2 separate regions of the Sus scrofa genome follow, and region 2 is linked to region 1. A link is a contact called in public Hi-C data. All regions are on one chromosome and are shown on one strand. The core of a region is the stretch at or near the end of the contact, and the rest is flanking DNA. Distances in the headings are between cores, read along the strand shown. Region 1 has its middle 13 kb from the start of RHOBTB2. Region 2 holds the start of CHMP7 (charged multivesicular body protein 7).

Evidence for each region. Hi-C and Micro-C count contacts between places; a contact is called where the count stands out from the background.
Region 2: a contact with region 1 is called in a Hi-C map of retroperitoneal adipose tissue, with 2.5 times the contacts expected there. The contact joins the promoter of CHMP7 here to the enhancer-like site in region 1. A contact is called at or near these places in 1 of 5 promoter capture datasets (fetal skeletal muscle), 8 of 47 Hi-C or Micro-C datasets (embryonic fibroblasts, heart right ventricle, liver and 4 more) and 1 of 2 datasets of contacts at active chromatin or transcription factors (alveolar macrophages).

The regions. Positions count from the first base shown.
Region 1 is chr14:7,207,573-7,213,527 of Sscrofa11.1, reverse strand. No RefSeq gene overlaps it. Among named protein-coding and RNA genes, the nearest start is that of RHOBTB2, 13 kb to the left of the region's middle. Within about 2 kb of position 4,402, at least 38 of the 83 cell types and tissues checked have an H3K27ac peak or open chromatin away from gene starts, as enhancers often do. A contact at or near this core is called in alveolar macrophages, fetal skeletal muscle, omental adipose tissue and 2 more, where this site is marked.
Region 2 is chr14:7,387,555-7,393,266 of Sscrofa11.1, reverse strand. CHMP7 (charged multivesicular body protein 7) reads right to left here and starts at 3,201. Exons shown (of 10, transcript XM_021074113.1): 1 at 2,722-3,201; 2 at 707-878. The coding sequence starts at 3,020.

The DNA of each region.
Region 1 (5,955 bases), core at 3,153-5,652:
GTGTATGACATGCTCTCTCTCTCTCTCTCACACACACACACACACACACACACAGAGGATGTGACTGTGTGTCCTTACCAGCTCAATTAATTAAGAAAAACTCACATGTGAGAAAAAAGAATGAGAGAAATATCACAAAATGTAAACTGCTTTTTTCCCTAGATGTTGAAATTAAAGGTCTTACCATTTTTTTTCTGTATAATTCAATATCTTTCAGATTTTTCAAGTAATACCTTTTGATGGGGGCTGGGGAGAAGCACAAAAGGAAGTTACTAAAATAATAAAATGATTTAACTGGGAAAGAAGAAAGGAAGGAAAGAAAGAAGGAAGGAAATGTTTTGCCAGGTCTTTTCTTTCCATTGCTTTCTCAAAAGCAACATATTTGAGCAGATTTTTTTTCTTAAGGCACACTCAGTATTTTAATTGTTTTATTGCATCTCATAGGTCAGTGATAAAAGGTAATGTATGTAACTCAAGTTGAAACATAAGGTTGCAATTTGGTATGTTGAATAACTTGGCATAAAAGACCAGTAAGGTAAATATATGCATGCATCATGACAATATACAAAAGATATAAAAAGTTAGGCAGCGAATTGCTTTTTGAAAATACCTTTTAAACTTGCTTTTCAAAGATAAGAAAACATAATAGAAAGTTAAGTAAAAGATATCTTCCATGATTTCAGCTTCAGACTGGCACTTATTTCCAATTCTTCAATCTCCATGATAACATATTTTTGTACATATTTTACTTTTTATTTATCAATCATTAGATATTACATTTCCTTATCTTTCTTCTAGCCTCATGTTGTATGGTGTCTGTTATATTTTTAAACTTCTTATTGTAAATATTTGTAAACATATCAAAAAATTGAAAAAAATTAGTGCAATGAATACTCATTCTCATTACTTAGATTTAACAACTGTTAACATTTTTCCTATACGCTTTTTTTTTTTTCTTGGCCAAAGCGTTTCAAAATAACTTGGTAGACATCACGACATTTCTAAAAAATTTAACATGTGTTTTCTCAAAAAGGACATTTTTCTCCATAACCACAAAACCATCATCACACTTAAGTAAATTAACAAAAATTCCTGATATCATCTACTACCCAGTTGATAGTCATATTTCCCAAACTGTCCCTAAATATATTTTATAGCTATCCCCCCCCCTTTTTTTTTTCTTTTTAGGGCTGCACTTGCAGCATATGGAAGTTCCCAGGCTAGGGGTCAAATTGGAGCTGCAGCTGCCAGTCTCTGCCACAGCCACAGCAACACCGGATCCAAGCCACATCTTTGACCTACTCCACAGCTCATGGCAATGCTGGATCCTTAACCCACTGAGCGATACCAGGGAGTGAACCCACATCCTCATGGTTCCTAGTCAGGTTCTTTTCCACTGCACCACGATGGGAACTCCCTGTAGCTATTTTCTTACTCATACCTTTTGAACAGTTGCCTAGTATTACCATCTCTGCATGGAATTCACCAATTCTTCTAGAGCTGCAATTATCACGGAGCTTCTTTCTTTGCAAATGTGTTCTCCCAAGGAGTGTTTATTGAGCACCTACCATGTTCCAGTGAAGTGCTTGGTGCTAGAATAATGGGGTGAAAATCAATTTTCCTGCCTTTGTGTAGCATGTGGCCAGTAGACAAGGAGACCGTTTTCTTCAATGGAACATTTCTAAACTAGCAGAAAGTGGGAAACGGTCAAAGAGTGGGAGCTTGCCTCTTTTTTTTTTTTTAAATGCTTTCAATATGTGTAGTTTATTGGATGTCAGTTATACCGCAATACAGAATGCAGCTGTTAGACACACACATAGACACAAAAGATGGAGTTAAAAGACAGCTGGAGACATTCCCTGATAAAATCTGTGTTCTAGGGAGATAAGTCGTTCATAGCACTCACAGAGACTCAAAGGATCTTAAGGTTGGAAGGCCCTTCTCACACCTGCCTCCCCATTCCCCACCCCTGGGCATCGCCCTGTCCAACACTGGGGTCTAGAAGATGTGGGGAAGGGGTAGTGAGGGCAGACCACTGCTTGACCATCCCAGGGACGAGCCTTGTCTTCCCAAGGATGAGACTTCAGAGTTGGGTAGTGACAGCAGTCACTTTGGTGCCCAGCATCTGCTTTTTCCTTGAAGCCAGGACTCAAGCTGGGTGTCACACCGGGATCTGCATCCACATTAGATTGCCAAGCGGTCAAGGTGAAGAGAGGGAAATCTTTGACCTCCACTCTCTGAGGGTCCTCATAGGGCACATAAGAGCCGAGGAGGACATCTGGGAGCCTGGGACATCTTGATTCGAATATTATCATCCCTCCCCCTAAGTGTGTTCTACCCATTATTCTGTTATCGAGAGAGGCAATGCTCTTGACGTTTACCCTAGTTGAAAAGGACCATAACCCCTCCACTGGAATTTCTCCCTTTTTAAAAAATTATTTTTCTTTTTGGCATATCCTTGAGCAGAAAACATGGCCTTTTCTTTATTCCTTGGTGATCAAAGTGGATTTTTTTTTTCTTCTTCCCAAATCCCTCCGTTGCCTCTGTTTGACTCTGCTTCCTCTATCCTTTCCTTTGGCCCTTTGGTCTCAGCGTCCCCACTGCCAGAGCATTCCTGCCCCTAGGGCAGAAGTGGCCTTTCAAAAGTATTTACTGCCAGGGGTCCTGGGAGACAGGAAGACCCCCTGGGTCATCTGAAGCCTGGTCTGCACTGTCCCAGTCTCAGCCCGCAGAAAGTGTTCCACACCCCCACCCCAGGAGTCCCCTGAGGGTGACAGGTAGCAGGGCTGTCATACTGCAGGGAGTAGGGAGGGAGGAGACAAGAGAAGGAAAGGGGCTGCTGAGCTGGAAGGACTTCCCTTAACTGTTTCCATCTTTTTCTCCTTACCCTCCTTGGCCCTTGTCTCAGAGCATCCCACATACAGTGCATGTACTTTGCCTTACCTACTCTGCTCCTTTTCAGGGCTGTCGTCCTGCCTAGAATGCACTACTCACCCTTTCCTCCAGCCACCCTTCAAGGCCAAACTCAAGGAGTCTTTTCGCCTTTTTTTTTGGCTGCTCTCATGGCATATGGAAGATCCTGGGCCAGGGTTGGACACTTCACCATAGGTGTAACCAGGGTCGCAGCAGTAACGATGCCAGATCCTTAACCAGCTGAGCCACCAGGGAATTCCCCAAACTCAAGTTTTAATTTTTTTCTCGTGTGTGTGTGTGTGTGTGTGTGTGTGTGTGTTTCTTTTTTTCCTGTGGCACATGGAAGTTCCCAGGCTAGGGATCAAATGGGAGCTGTAGCTGCCGACCTACACCACAGCTCATGGCAACGTGGGATCCTTAACTCACTGTGCAAGGCCAAGGATGGAACCCACGTCCTCATGGTTACCAGTCAGGTTCCTTACTGCTGAGCCACAACAAGAACTTCTCTCCTTTAAAAAACAAAACAAAACAAAAAAGTTATACATGATTTACAATGTCGTGCCAGTTTCTGCTGTTCAGTAAAGTGACCCAGCCCTGCGTGCGTGCGTGCGTGCGTGTGTGTGTGTGTGTGTGTGTGTGTGTGTGTGTGTGTGTGTGTATTCCTTTTCTTACATTACCTTCCATCATTATCCCAAGATACTGGTCTATCCCTGAGTTAGACAGTAGGACCTCATTGCTTATCTGCTCTAAATGTAATCCAACCTCAAGTTTGTTTTGTTTTGTTTTTGTCTTTTGTCTTTCTAGGGCCGCACCCACGGCATATGAAAGTTCCCAGGCTAGGGGTCTAATCGGAGCTATAGCTGCCAGCCTACGCCAGAGCCACAGCCACGCCAGATCCGAGCCGCGTCTGTGACATACAGCACAGCCCAAGGCAATGTGGGATCCTCTGACCTCAAGTTTTTAAATCTCCTCTCACTCTGCTCAGCTTACACTCCTTGCCCAGCTCTGTCCATTCCTCCCACTCCTCACAAAGGGCGAGCGCCAACCCCCCCAGAGGAGCCCCCTCCCACTTTCCCAGGTGCTTCCAGCCAGCTCTGGTAGGAGTCGGGTGATGGTTTTGGTGTGCAGGACAAACCCAGCATCTGGAGGGGAGCCCTTCCCTAACTCCATGACAAAGGCTGGGGTCAGAAAGCCTGCTGTCTGCTTCACAGTACAAAGCCCAGACTCCCCTCCAGCAGTTCCGAAGGGATGTAATACCAGCATCTCCGGGCTGGCTGGACAAGTTCCCGTCAGGTCAGCCTCAGTTCTGTGCTTCTATGTGGAAGAGCGGGGCATCCTAAGAGCGGGGCTGACCTGGGAGTGGAGGAGGCGTGCAGTTCTGCTTTGAAGGTTTTGAATGTGCTCTATCAGTGGGAGGACGTTGTGGCGGTATGGGCTTGACTCCCAGGAAAGATGAAGCACTGGCACTGTAGGTTTTGGGGTCAGCAGCATGGGGCCAAGGTTTAGACCCAGGAATGATGCCCTTGACTCCGAGGGGGGACTATGAGAAGGGGCTCAAGTGAGAAAACATGCCCCCAGGGAAGAGGGGTAAAGGGGGTGTTTAGTTGGTGAATCACTTCTGTTGTCATTTTGTCCACGGGCCACTTGAGAAGTGGTGGGAATTCTTGAGCGGTACGTGTTTGTGCACAGTGCCTGGGCCAGTGGCTCCCAACAGCCCTTTCTCTCCCCCTGCTGGTCATGTGATTTTAATTATTAACTCAGAAAGGAGAACTCCCCGCCAAGGGACATGAAGGCCAATTAAAACTGTACTAACTGCGTTTCACAGGCCCAGGCTGGGACGCATCCTGGCCTAGCCTGGTAGATTCTAGGCCTGCAGGGAACCTAAATTCCTCCCTGACCAGTGCTGCAGTGACTCAGGTGTTCTCCGACAGCAAGGCCTCAGCGGAGGCAAATCAGAATCGCGAAGTGGGACCATGGCCTGGGCCTGTACCTCCCCTAGGTATAGATGGACCATCTGAGTCTAGAACTTTCTGTAGCCTGATGCCCTGGGGAGGCTCACAGGCCACTTGGGTCTTGGCTCCCAAGCTGTGGGCACCAGCTTGTCTGTTTTCCTCACCCGTGACACCAAAAAAGCACAAAGAGCAAGCAGGCCACCCTGCACCCCGCAACTTGCCTCTGCCTTGTGACTGTGCTTAATATAGGTCAAATGGAAACAGCTCCCAAAATAGACCTTCTCTGAGAAGCAGCTGAGCTTGTGAAATGCTCCACAGAAAGGGAAAGGTGTGGGTGACAGGGGAGCGTCCTTCTCCTCAGGTGTTACGTAACCTGGGCTTAAAAATTGGGGCCAAATATCTGCAGAGAAAAAGCGAGTGGGCCCCTGACTCTGCCTCTCCCATCCCCCACTCCTGCCCCCTGCCCCCAGGCGCAGGGAGCAGTCCAGCTGTACATCAGCAAATTCTCAAGGAGCTGGTTCTGTCCTGGCAAGGTCACCCCTCAAAGCATCACTCTGGGGAGCTTGTCACGCATACCAAAGTGATCACATGACTCCCACCAGGGCTGGCTGGACGCCCCAGAGTGGGGAGGCCACTCCCCTGGGAGAGCTGGTGCAGGATGTGGGTCTCATCTGGCCCATGCAGTGGGGTGTGGGAGGGACAGAGAGGTTGAGGGCAGGGGGCCTGCAGGGGCTGAGGAGAGCAGGACAAGACTGCCAGCCTTGGGGAGGAGAGGGCATTCATTCAGGGCCAGAGGAAGCACCCCGAATCCTGCAGACACAGCAGCCTCTTCCTCTCTGTCCTCACCAGAGCCTCCAGGGGGCCCAGCACACCCCACCCCCATCGCAGCCTCTTCCTTTGCCATTTTGCCTCAGCCGGGAAGAGGGGCTTCTATAATCAAAAAGAGCCGTCTCCCTGGTGTCCAGTGCCCCCACTCTCTCAGGGATGCCTTGCAGAGGGCTGCCTGGGAAGGGAGGCGAACCGAGGAGGGAAACTTCCTGAAGAAGTGACTTGAGAAGAGACAGGAAGTTGGAAGGGGACCCGTGGGGCA
Region 2 (5,712 bases), core at 1,952-4,451, 180 kb before region 1:
AACCGCTGAGCCACGACAGGAACTCTGGCTTCCCTTTTCTTTTCTTCTTTTTTTTTTTTTTAGGGCCGCCACCACCACTGCAGCATATGGAGATTCCCAGGCTAGGGGTCGAATCGGAGCTGCAGCTTCCAGCTTAACACCATAGCCACAGCAATGCAGATCTGAGCTTCATCTTCAACCTACACCCAGCTCACAGCAACAGTGGATACTTAACCCACTGAGCAAGGCCAGGGATTGAACCTGCATCCTCAAGAATGCTAGTCAGACTGGTCTCCACTGAGCCACAACAAGAACTCCCCTGTTGGCTTTTCTGATGGAGAAGTAAGAGACAGAGGAGGAAATGTGAGCCTAGGTTGCTGATTTAGGGGAAGGCGAAACTGAAAGTTACAAGGTCTTCAGGAAGAAATTCTTGTCCATAAACTACAAAAGGCAAAGCATTTTCTAAATTGTGGCTTATCATTAATCCCTACAAAGAGAGAAAATAATCAACTGTGACAACTCCTAGACAAAGGCTTGCCCTTGAAATGTACAAGCCCAATTGGCAACTAAAGTCTAGCAAGTACTGCAAAAGGGAGGCAAAATGATCTGGTATCTACTCCGTCACATGTGAAAAAGACCCATTCTCATTCTAACAATACACCCACAACCCCAGGAACATGGAGATGACTCCAGATGACACCCAGGTTTCTTGCTTCCAGCAACCCACCTTAAGCAGCTCCACAGCCACTAGCACCTCCTCAGCAGGAACCTTATTATCCCCCAGCATGTTGGAAAGAGTCCACTTGAGGGGCTTCAGCAGGAAGACTCCAACCCCCCAGGAGATCCAGCTGCTATCTACGCTGGCCATGAAGTCTGACTCCCGCTGCAGCTCCCCTCGACTGCAGGTGAAAAAAGAAAAGGGCATTAGTAGGTTTCACGCAAGGTCCCACTTCCCTCTTAACCCACAAAGAGGCATTTAATTATCATCATCATAAACGCCTTTTACCAGGCACCTACTCCGTGCCAGCTACTATGAGCAGCACTGTTTATGCTCCAGCTCTAAGCCGCGTAACAATTTTCTACAAGAGAAAATTGAGGGATTGAGAAGATGACAGAGGTCAAAACTAAACTATAATTTGGCTCCAATATGCAAGCTTTCCGCTAAAACTACAAAGGCACAGGAGGTCATGGGGCCTGTGTTGAGACTTCCCTTTACAAATGGAGTTCCAAATGATAAAATGAAAACAGCAACAATGGATTAGTGTCAAGGACAAGACATAAGGAAGAATACAAAGATGTTCAGAGAAAGAGTTCTCTGCTATTCCTAAGCCAGGGTGGAGATAAGACATAAGCATTTCATGGTACTAGTAATACGTTGCTAAATGTACTGAATGCTCCCATGGGCTGGTTATTATGCTAAGGGCCACAGAAAGAGTATCTCTTCAAATATAATAAATTCAGAGATCCTGCTGTGGCTCAGCAGAAACGAATCTGACTAGTAACCATCATGAGGATGCAGGTTCGATCCCTGGCCTTGCTCAGTGGGTTAAGGATCTGGCATTGCTGTGAGCGGTGGTGTAGGTTGCAGACACAGCTCGGATCCCGTGCTGCTGTGGCTCTGGTGTAGGGAACCCCTAGCCTGGGAACCTCCATATGCCGCGAGAGCGGCCCAAGAAATGGCAAAAAGACCAAAAAAAAAAAAAAAAAAAAAAAGCAGCCCAGACTGTTCTTGCTCCTCACCGACTTCTTCAGCTACTGTCTCTCCTGCGCCCCATCTCGGGCCTGGACTGAAACTTTGATGTCAGCCGAGGCAAGAGAGCTGGGGAAAAGGAGGAGAGACCTCTTGATCAGAAAGAGCAGCAAGCTAAAAGCAATGTATCAAAGTTGACTTTTGTCTTCAGCCAGGCTGCTCTGGGTATGACATATACAACGTGTGCATATGCTTTAGAATAGAAGACCCCGGGGTCCAGTTCCCCCATTCTTCTAACTAGCTATGCAACCCCAGGTAAGTCGCTTATCTCCTTAGGTTCAGTTTCCTCTTCTGTCTGCTGAGGACACCTGCCCACAGGACTGCAGAGGGGGTCAGATGAAATGGTGTGTGCAAAGTACCTGCACACTGTGAAGTGTTGTATGTGTATAAGATGTCCACGTTACCACCTGAGGTAGCTCCAAAACCCTGCACCTGTTGCACAGGTAGCACCTAAAGGGCACCAAGATACTCAGTAAAGCCCTCAACCTCCCTCATGTCTTCTGCTCCAAACCGCTTGTGCCAAGGATAAGCCAAGACAGGCCAGACACATGACCTCTGCTGGGAGGCTGCTAGCAAGATCCCTACAGGCCTCTTCCCCACAACTGTCTTCTTAGCTCTGCCTTTCCTTAGTTCAATAAATCCTGTCTCATGGACCATTTATGTTTCGAGGTAATCTGAATTCAGAAGTCCCTACGAAATAACTACATAATGGGATTCCAGTCCAGACAAATCACTGTCACCTCCGACAGGCTGGCTTCTACTCTAAACCCTCTGCATCTCCGTAATGAGGCTACCCTGGCCTCTCAATTTCCCTCCACCCTCCTCCCTCTCTCTCCCAACACCCCCTAACCTAGCCTCCTTCTTCGCCCACAGAGCAAACAGAGACTGCCCAGGGGGCCAGCTCCTGGGCTGGGCGGCGTGCGCTCGGGAGAACTGCCCGGGTCCCTGCCCGCGGGGAGCCGCCCCGCCCCCCGGCCCGGGCCCGCCCTCACCGCAGCAGGTCCTGCAGCACGGTGGCCAGCCCCAGCGGGACGCTGCCCTTGCGCTGAAAGGCCTCCTGCAAGTCCCGCAGACGCAGGCGCACCACCCCCTGGCGGCGGCTGTGGCTCAGCACCAACGGTGCCCAGAAGCCCATCTTGCTGTCCCAGTCGGTGCTGTTCACCTCGCGACTCCTTTTGAAGGCGGAGAACAGGAAAGACATGCGCTCCTCATCTTCCTCCCACTCGGGGGGCAGTAGGCCCGCCGAGTCTCCCCCGGCCGGGGCCTCGGCCTCCCGCTCCGGGGACCACATCGGAACCCCAGCCCCGCCAAGGCTCCGAACACAACCCTGGCCCTGGTCCCCTTCCGTCCTGGTTCCCTCCCGGCTTCCGTTCCTTGGCCACCTCCTCTTCTGTCATTACGTCACCGCCCCATGAAATAAGTCCGCGTGTCCTCACGGCGCACGCGTCTCCGCCCGGCCTGCGCCCGGAAGTAGGATGATGACCCTATTTTTCGAGAAACTCAGAGCGCTTGCGCCAACCCCTCCTCCCGCAGCCTTTGTGCGGTAAGGAGGACGTCGCGTGTGCGCAGCGGGTAAGTGCGCATCGTCGCACCCCGTCTGGAATCGGGAAGTTTGGCAAAGCATCGTAGAGGCAAACGACTGTCCGCCGAACTTGTGGTGGTTTCTGATAGGACTGTAGAGTCCCGCTAAGGGGCGCCAGAGGCACGAGCGTCAGCCACGCAGATCACCTTGTAGCGGCGTTCTTCAGACATTTAAACTTCCGAGTGAGCTCCCTTTTACGATAACGTCACGGATAAACAAAACTCTCGATCACTTAAGCTCTGTGAGAGTGTATACCCGGATTTTCAAGGATATATAAGCTTTCACTCCTCACCTTCTCTATCTTGGAGTGTCCCTTTGTTACCTTCTCAGAATCAATATACCCTTAAGATCGCGCTCAGTTCTTATTTTCCTTGAAACCGTCTCCAACTGTTCTGACTCATCGTTGATCTCTTTCACGATGAAAGAGTACAGCATGGGCTGAACAATACAGCATTTACTATTCCGGGTCCTGTTCCCTCGTTCCCTGAGAGCGGTGCAATGGCTTTAATATCTGTAATGCATGGTGGTGCTGGAGAACTATTTCATAAACTGAAAAGGGCATACCTTGACCCTTGCCCTTCTAATTATCTTAGAATTGTTAGATTCTCTCACACACAGACACAAAAATCTTAACGAGTAACAGACATATTCAGTGTGTTAAGAATAAACTGGTTTTCTTTTTAATTGAACCATCTAAAAGGTGAAAAGAGTTTCTTATTTAATGGAACCAGGTAACAGTCATCAGAGTGGAACATAAATTTGGCCTCTGTCGCTCACTGGCTGTATGACCTTGGGCCTCTTGTAAAGTAATATTTCCTAATAGGGTTGTTTGAGGGAAATGTTACAATGTATGTAAAATACTTGGCAAATGATGTAGTGGGTGTTATCACTGAGTGACAGGATGTTTAGTAGTTGGGACTTAGTGTAAGGAAGAATTTTAATAAGCATTTTAAAGGAGAGGAAGTGATATGATTGGTTACGTAAATGAATGTGTTGATACTGATGACTTGTGTTATTCCTCCAAGCACTTTCACAGACAATACCTCATTTAATACTCATAGCAATTGACAAAAATTCTTGACCACACTCTAGACAGGCTCCTCTAAGTCTTCTTAACTATACCTGTCAACCTTAGTCTATAAAGATGTGAACAAAAACTAACAGTTTCTAGCAGCTGAAGGCATATTTGTAAGGTGACCCTACCCCCCCTTAAAGTGCCTGCCTAAGAAAACTCAAGGTTATCAAAAAAAATTTACTATTTGTTCCAGCCAACACCTGAAGACAGAGCCCCTGTCTCCTAGCCTCTGTGAGAGGGGAGGAGTCTTACTTTGATAAGCCCTAGTTAGCAAACCCAAATGAGTTTTACAGGGATCAACCCTCCCTTCCTGCATTGTGTAATTTTTCACTGACTCTACTGAGACAGGCTTACCCTCTTCCCTATCCCCTTGTTCTCCCTTTAAAGAGCCCAGTCACCTCTGTACAAATAGAAGCTGAGTTCAGTTCACCCTGGACTCTTTTCCTTATTGCAGTAATATACTACTGATTAAAATCTGTTTGACGACTTTAGCCTCCGGCTTTGTAAACAAAAGACCAAATTTTGACACTTTCCTGTGCGATGAGTTTGGGTACTTCTTCCATTTTATAGATGAGAATGTTGAACCACAACTACGTTAAGTCTGGTGGAGAACATTCCAGAAAAGAAGAATAGTATGTAACTTGAGCAAATAAGCTGTACCCTGAGAAACACATTTCTTCATGCTGTCATGCCAATAAAATGGCTGGTTGATCTGTGTCATGAGAGAGACCAGGCTGTTTTCTGCCAGAGATCTCTGAGTCTGAGTCAGAATAGTCCAGATCCTAAGCATCTAAAGGAAAGCAAAGTTGGGCACTGGTGTCCACCTGCACCTGAAAGCGCTACTGGGTTCCTGACACCTCTGGGCGCAGACTTCCCTGCCTTCACCTTTTAGAGATTAGAAGGGCTGCAGGGAGTAGTGCAGAACCGAAAGGAAGCTCTGCTGATCCTGAGAGGGGCAGGTGGGTATGTGGCAAAGCTTTCACGCTCCAGGCTTCCAACCACTACTCTCTTCCTCTGCTCTGTGGGACTAGCTCATTTTCTTCCTTAGGTCACAGCTTACAGGTCACTGAAAGATCTTGTCTGAACACCCCACCTCACATAGCACCCTTGGCATTTTAGAATGGATGGGTCAGTTTGACAACACCTGCTGATTAATCTTAACATCACAGAAAGAAAGACAACCAGATACGACATACCTCCTGAAGTAATGTGATGGGAAGTACACAGAACCACCTATGAAGCATTTTTGTCCAAAAACTGAATCTGAATCTGATCAAGCCATTAGATCTAAGTATACTGGTTAATGGAAGTTAAAAAAAAAATCAG